Linked DNA regions of Pan troglodytes: region 2 is linked to region 1. Evidence: chromatin contacts called from public HiChIP or PLAC-seq data. All regions are on one chromosome and are shown on one strand. The core of a region is the stretch at or near the end of the contact, and the rest is flanking DNA. Distances in the headings are between cores, read along the strand shown.

Region 1 (3,465 bases), core at 595-3,094:
GAGCTTTTCCCCCATGCTATTGGAGTTTAACAGCTGGTTTATAGGAGGTTGGCCCATTTTTAATTACTGGTTATAGGAACTCTTCAGTCTTAGTAAGCCCAGTATCATTTCAGTCCATTGGTGGATCAAGCTTCGTTGTTATACCCTTCAACAGATGTTACTGAGATGTACCTACTGAGAATGACATCTGGGTCTTTCAAAATGCCTACTGAGAATGACACTTGGGTCTTTCAAAACTAAAACAAAGTTGAAAATTCAGTAAGTTCTTAATCCTGCAGGAGTTGCAAAACGTTTTATTCTTCGGACTGGTTGTAAATTAGTAAAGGTTTGGAATTGCCCTGGGAAAACCACCACCATGCATTCTTAGACTGTCTTCCTCAATTTACCTTCGGTACTGAATCCATCCACACAAGGTGACTTCTTGGCCTAGGTGAGACGAACGCAACTCTCCACATGTGTTGGTCCGGACAACAAAGCTACTGAATTCTTTAAAAAAAAAAAAGAAACTTTAAAAGGCAAGATTAAAAATACGTCACTTGCAGGTTGCTTAAAAATGAAAATTCTCAAAATATATCTTAGGTATGTCAGGGCTACAGGGGAAATTTATAAAATAAAATAAGTCAGAGTATGTAATTTAATTCATTCACTATTAAATTTACCTGCAAATGTGTCAAAAGCCAAGTGAATAACTGAATGTAAATTTGTCTTGTGTTAGGAAATCAAAATTTTTTTGATCTTCTAGCATTTGCATTGACCTAAAATCCTAATTACCCAATTCTTAATATTGCACATTTCTTCCTCAAATGAAATAGGATTTTAGAAACTGCAGAAATGGACGGTGTAGGAACTATTTAGCTTTAGTATGAATCTAGTGTTTAACAGCCACTTGTACACTAGAAAACACTATTATAATTCTGTGAAAAATGATTTTTTTTTTTTTTGAGATGGAGTCTCGCTCTGTCGCCCAGGCTGGAGTGCAGTGGCGCGATCTCGGCTCACTGCAAGCTCCGCCTCCGAGGTTCACGCCATTCTCCTGCCTCAGCCTCCCCAGCAGCGGGGACTACAGGCGCCCGCCACCACGCCCGGCTAATTTTTTTTTAATTTTTAGTAGAGAAGGGGTGTCACCGTGTTAGCCAGGATGGTCTCGATCTCCTGACCTCGTGATCCGCCCTCCTCGACCTCCCAAAGTGCTGGGATTAACGACGTGAGCCACCGCGCCCGGCCGAAGGATTTTTTAAGGCATCAACCAAAAGCAGAGTATTCTATACAATACGTGGTTACCTTTTTGTGGTCTTTCTAAAAACTCAGGGAAAAAAAACTGCCGTATAATGAATATAATGAGAGTGAATTATCTGCTTCTACACATAAGGCTATCCAGTTAAGAACAGGGGAAAAGCCGGGCGCGGTGGCTCACGCCTGTTATCCCAGCACTATGGGAGGCGGAGGCGGGTGGATCACGAGGTCAGGAGATCGAGACCATCCTGGCTAACACAGTGAAACCCCGGCTCTACCAAAAATACAGAAAAATTAGCCGGGCGTGGTCGCGGGCGCCTGTAGTCCCAGCTACTCGGGAGGCTGAGGCAGGAGAATGGCGTGAACCCGGGAGGCGGAGCTTGCAGTGAGCGGAGATCCCGCCACTTCACTCTAGCCTGGGCAGCAGAGCGAGACTCCGTCTCAAATAATAATAATAATAATAATGATAATAATAATAATAATAATAATAATAGGGGAAAAAATGAAAAATGGAATAAAAGCTCTCCGGCCGTAGATAACAGGCTGAAGTACTGTTCATAGGATAGATCTCTTCGCTATTTTCACCTGGAATTCTCCTCTGTGAACTCTGCAACAGACTTCTGTAGACAGAACCCCAGATCGGTTGGGTGGTCCTTCTGATGGGTCTGGATAAACCCCTGTACAGCTGACTTAACCAAGAAGGGAAGTACATGTTGGAGCCACACGATGGCGAAAAACAATCACGAAATCCCACGCTGCCGGTAGTTAAAAGTCAGTTTTGGAAATACACAGAAATCCCTTAAAATTCCAGGAGTTCCCACTCTCTTCTCGAATATTTAAGGCCTCCTCCGCACAACATTCGAGTACACGTGTCTAGAAACAAGACAAATCTCCAAGGTCTCTGGGGTGCTTGCTGGGGTGGAGATAAGGGAAAGACCTTTCCCTGAGTCTTAAAGCATCAGTCTGCACTTCTACTCAACAAGTCGGCAGCCAAAAGTGACGACGAGAGAGCGACTCCACGTAGCGGCGCCAGGCGCGAGCCCAAGACAACCAGAGGCGGTCACTAGGTATTCGCCCTTCTCCTCTTTCCACGCTTCTCGAGAGGCTCCCGCGGCCAGAACCGGAAAACAAGGAGTAACAGTCGCGTTTCAAATCTCGCAGACCTGCTGGCCGATTTCGAGTCTTCTGAAAGAGGAAGGCGAGCAAAGCCAAAATTCTCCCAGAGCGCGAACCCAAACACAGATCGCCGCTGGGGTCCAAGCGCCCTTCAACTCCGCCCGCTAGTGCCCAAGATTACCGGGAAGGAATTCAACGAATCAGTGGTGAGGTGCCGCCGCCATGCCTACTACGGGCGGAAATTTGAGAGAAAGCTTCGCACCGGTAGGAAAACTGACGAGCAACCGAGCACGATTGGAAAGGTTGACGATAGTGGTTAAGTGGCTCGGCCTTGCCCTCAGTTAAAATGGCAATTTTAGTTGCTTCACTGATATGGAATCGGCGAGGCGCCAAGGAGGCTTCCTGCGTGGGGCCGCAGAGCGAGTCGGGAAACGATTTTAAACTGAAGAGGCGGCGGAGGGCCGAATTCCCTTTTCTCAACGGCTTGATTTCAGAGCTGGGCTGGTCTCTGACAGGCTCAGCTGGAGAGGGACGGGTTGGGACGCACTGTCCTTTTGCCCTTCCCCCTCCGCGAGCAGAAGCTGACTCCGCAGGAGCGAGGGTCGCAGAGCTGGGTGAGCGGAAATGTCCCTCCCAGAGTGAAGTCGCAGGGCCCGCCCCGCGTCTGAGGGAGCGGAGGTCTTCCTGGGTGCGTTTGTGTCTCTTGTGAACCCACTTGTGGAGCGAGAGGGAATTTGGGAGGGCCAGGGGTTAGTCTGGCCTCTGTCTTAGCTGTCGTTTTGGCGTTTTTTTTTTTTTTTTCTTCAGGGGCTTTCAGTCTCCACATAGTTTTGGAGCCGGACTTTTGAAGAATGATTCATGAATCCGGAATGGGTGACAGCGTCATCACGGCATTTTATTGGTAAAGATGCTTTGTATTGGTCCCGGACCTGCTTTAACTTTGTATTTGCCCTGTTGTGTGGTCATTATCTTACAATACTTGCGTGTTGAGGTGTGTTTAAACACTACGTACTTAACACCGGCTAAGTATTGGCATTGGGGCGGTTGGATTTAGGTATTGGTGGCAATGTAGAAAAGTGATCAAGTCAGAGCCCCTTCACGGACTAACCACAGGAG
Region 2 (3,465 bases), core at 444-2,943, 350 kb after region 1:
TTTTTCTGCATTCAAGGTTTGAATATTCCATTTCTCAACCTTTTTATGGCCTAGTCCTATCTTTCACAAAGCTTAACTTTTCCCTATTCAGTGGCTGGAAAAGGGACTTAAGAGGTTATAAAGGGTTGGATAGGCATATGATGTGTAAGAATCTCTCCCTGGTTCTCTGCACAGCCCTGTCCAATCACTGATTAATTTCATAAGCCTGTCTCCCTGGATACTGTATATAAAAAGGATATAATCTGGGGAAGAACTGTCGTCAAGCCTTGGAGCCCCACAGTGTAGTGGGACCACTAGTACTCCAGAACCATAATATAACTAGACATGCCTGGAATGCTTCTGATGAAAACTAAGCAACTTCCAGTTTGCTGATTCAGGAGCTGTTAAAAAAAAAAAAAAGGGCAACACCGATTTACTACTCCTATCCATAATGGTAAAACTGCCAAGTCAGATCACAGGTCATCAATTTGGCTATCATCAGCAAGCTCATGTGCTAGAAGCAAGGTAGAAAGCGGAGGGGACAGTGAGGGGCAAGCCACTGGGAAACAAGAGAGTATCAAAGTTGGGGAGTACACGTGTCCTGGAGCCTGGAACGGCCATCACTAGCAAGAATAGGCCACTCCAGCGGAACAGCGTCAGAATGTCCTTCCCTCCAAGTGTTGCAAGTTCTGGAATCTCTGAAGGCACACCTACGCAGAGTGTTCTTGGCTCTTCCTAAAGCTGTTATCAAATCATATCTTGGCCATTGGAGGCGGCTCTGGACAAAAAGTCTTTCGGCCACCTACTTGGCAGCTAGTGGTTTTAAATTTCACATTTTGTGCCCAGAAGCCTGCAAATACCACTGCACCCTCAGATGATACGTTGGCCTTCCTGTAACCTATAGCCAGCAGCTGTGTCCTCCGACTTTGGCTTTAGACACCCATCCTCCCCAGGGAGCAAATTCCAGAACGGAGGGTGGGAGGGCGGTGCGACCCTGGGCACTAGTCCGGGGAAGTGATCGTCAATGCCGCCCCGCCCCTGCGCCCTCGGCCTGACCACGCTACCTGCACAGTTTACTAAGACGAGTTAAACGGACAACAAACCCTCCCGCGGGCGGTGAGTTTCCAGAACCCGCAGAACCCAATTTTATCCTCCCCACCCCCCACCTTGGCGTGGCCTTGCCCAGCCACGCCGGAGGCGGGGAAGCCAGGAGGGATCAAGTGGCCCGCGCAGGGCAGGCCGAACGGGTGCCAGCTCCCAGCAGCGCAGCCGACGCTGAGCAGAGGCCACACGGCCTGGCGCGCGCGGGAACCGGTGCGGGGGAAGGGGCGGGCGGCGCAGGGGGCTGAGCGGCCGGGAGGACGGAAGGGAGAAGAAACAGGGAAGGAACCTCCGAGTCCGGCGCAACCGAGGCCAGGACAGGGCTACGCGGTGGCCACTTACGAGTCTCCCAGAAAGTCGTGGAAACGGATGCGGCCGACGGTGGTATTGGCCTCAAAGTTGGGAGCCACGTCCCCGAGAAGCAGACCTCCGGGCATGGCGACGGTGATGAGGGGGCGCCGCTGGGACAGCAAGCAACCGGGTGATTCTGGCGAAGAAGCAGCCGGTCCCAGCGCGCGGAGGAATAAACGAAGGCGCGAGGGGCGGGGACTGGGGCGGCGGGGGCGGGGCCGCGGGAGGCCGGCCGCTGGGGGCCGGGCCGCGGGGGCTGGGCGCGGGGCGGGGCTGGGCTGGGCGCGGGGCGGGGCTGGGCTGGGCGCGGGGCGGGGCTGGGCTGGGCTGGGCCGGGACGCGGCGCGAGGTGGACTACCGCGGTCGCTGTTGGTGGCGCCGCCGGGCCTGCGACTAGGTGGCATCCTTCAGACACTATAGGCCGTCTCTGCACACGTGATGCGGGGCTCGGTCACGTTGCCCCCTGGAAGCTTGAGGATGCGCCAGGTTTGACTCTGCAGGGCGTGCGCGCTTTGGGGGTGGAAGGAAGAGGAACGCGGCAGGAAGGCGATCCCCAAGGTGGAGAATCGCCTGGGCGCGCAGGCTGCGGCGGCTTCGCACAGCCGCCCTGGGCGCTGCACGGGTCCGCGCGCACCCTCCTGCGCACCCACTCGCGGCCAGCTCCCTACAGAGGAGTGGAGTGACTGCTCGACTACCACCCCTCTTTTAGTGTGAGCGTCTGGAGTCCTGACCGCCCCAGCCAGCCCAGCCACGATGAACTGTCTAAGAGGATGTGGCAAGACCCAGAAGTGTGGGTGACCTTATGTCAGAGGAAGTGGCTTTCTTATTGCAGCAAAAATTCCCGTACCAATGTCAGTGCTAGGGTAATGTAACTAAACTTTTATTTATTTTTATTCTGCCCTCCCCTTTCTGTTTGTTATGAACCATAAAATATTCAACACAATTATCTTGAAATCTAAATATAAAATTTAAAACATACTCTTTGAGACCTACTGTGTGCAGGTCAACTCTGTCACCCAGGGAGGTGGGCGGCTTAGATTCATTTATTTGCTATGAGCCAAGTACAAGGTAGATAAGATGCCTGTCCTCTTGGAGCTTTCCTTCTTGTGAAGGGAAACCGGTGACAGACAATAAACACACAAACAAAAATATGTTAGACAGCAATCAGTCGTATTCAGAGAACTAAAATAGGGTTATGTGCCTAGAGGGTGACTGGGGGGCTGCTTTGGTTTGGGTGGTCTGGTCTGGGAAAGCCACCAGGATAATGTAGGTAAACTAGTCAGCTCACGGTAGGTGCTCTGGAAATGGTAGCTATTGTTTGGATGATGATACTGGCTCATGCAGTAGCTCTTGCTTTGCCTGCTGTGTGCTGGACACTGTGCCAGGCCATACAGTGGAGAAACACAGTCCCTGCTGTTACAGGGAAGGCATATTTATATGCAATTATAATAAAATGTAGGGTAAATTCTGATGGGGGAAGGTGTAAATGATTGGAGTTCAGAGATGAGAAAAATCCTCTGGATGGGGCTGGCAGGTTTAAGGCAGGGGCACGGCAGTGTTGAGAGTAGTGACTCACATACTGTGATTTGCGTTTTCATCACAGTGATGTGTTGGTGCGTGCATGCTAATCATATTTACCCAGTTCTTCAGTGACCCAGGACTTGCAGTAAGATTACTGGTAAAAATTTCTAGCCACTCCAAAAACCGTTTAAAGCTAATGTAATTTAATCTCTAATTTGGCTCCAAGTTTTAACAGCTCCTTGTTTTAACTCCCTTTGTAGGGAAGAAAGAGAATAATTGGGAAAGAAGAGTAGTTTGGCCTAAGGCACTGTTAACAATGTGTTGTGGAAATCAGCTAGAAAACACAATACTCTATAAATATGGAGAATGAATACAGAAACAGATTATTGATGTCTGTCAAAGGCATAATTATATTATTGTCTGTTGTAAATTAAGCAAATATAATAAAATACTCATTAGAATTTACGGTGCCAGAAGCTGTACACTGGCAATGCTTCTGCACTCTGTGAACTT

What was found. HiChIP or PLAC-seq counts read pairs in DNA pulled down with a chosen protein or histone mark.
Region 2: an H3K4me3 HiChIP or PLAC-seq map of stem cell-derived excitatory neurons shows a contact between it and region 1, with 8 times the contacts expected there. The contact joins the promoter of PRDX6 here to the promoter of CENPL in region 1. A contact is called at or near these places in 1 of 7 Hi-C or Micro-C datasets (stem cell-derived neural progenitor cells) and 1 of 1 datasets of contacts at active chromatin or transcription factors (stem cell-derived excitatory neurons).

The regions. Positions count from the first base shown.
Region 1 is chr1:75,260,749-75,264,213 of NHGRI_mPanTro3-v2.0_pri, forward strand. CENPL (centromere protein L) reads left to right here and starts at 1,845. Exons shown (of 6, transcript XM_009438503.4): 1 at 1,845-2,963; 2 at 3,157-3,250. DARS2 (aspartyl-tRNA synthetase 2, mitochondrial) reads right to left here and starts at 2,672. Exons shown (of 17, transcript XM_524974.8): 1 at 1,819-2,672; 2 at 387-486. The coding sequence starts at 1,945.
Region 2 is chr1:75,615,447-75,618,911 of NHGRI_mPanTro3-v2.0_pri, forward strand. It overlaps PRDX6 (peroxiredoxin 6), which reads right to left and starts at 1,694. Exons shown (of 5, transcript XM_524972.9): 1 at 1,423-1,694. The coding sequence starts at 1,517. TNFSF4 (TNF superfamily member 4) reads left to right here and starts at 1,761. Exons shown (of 4, transcript XM_063811302.1): 1 at 1,761-2,294. The coding sequence starts at 2,202.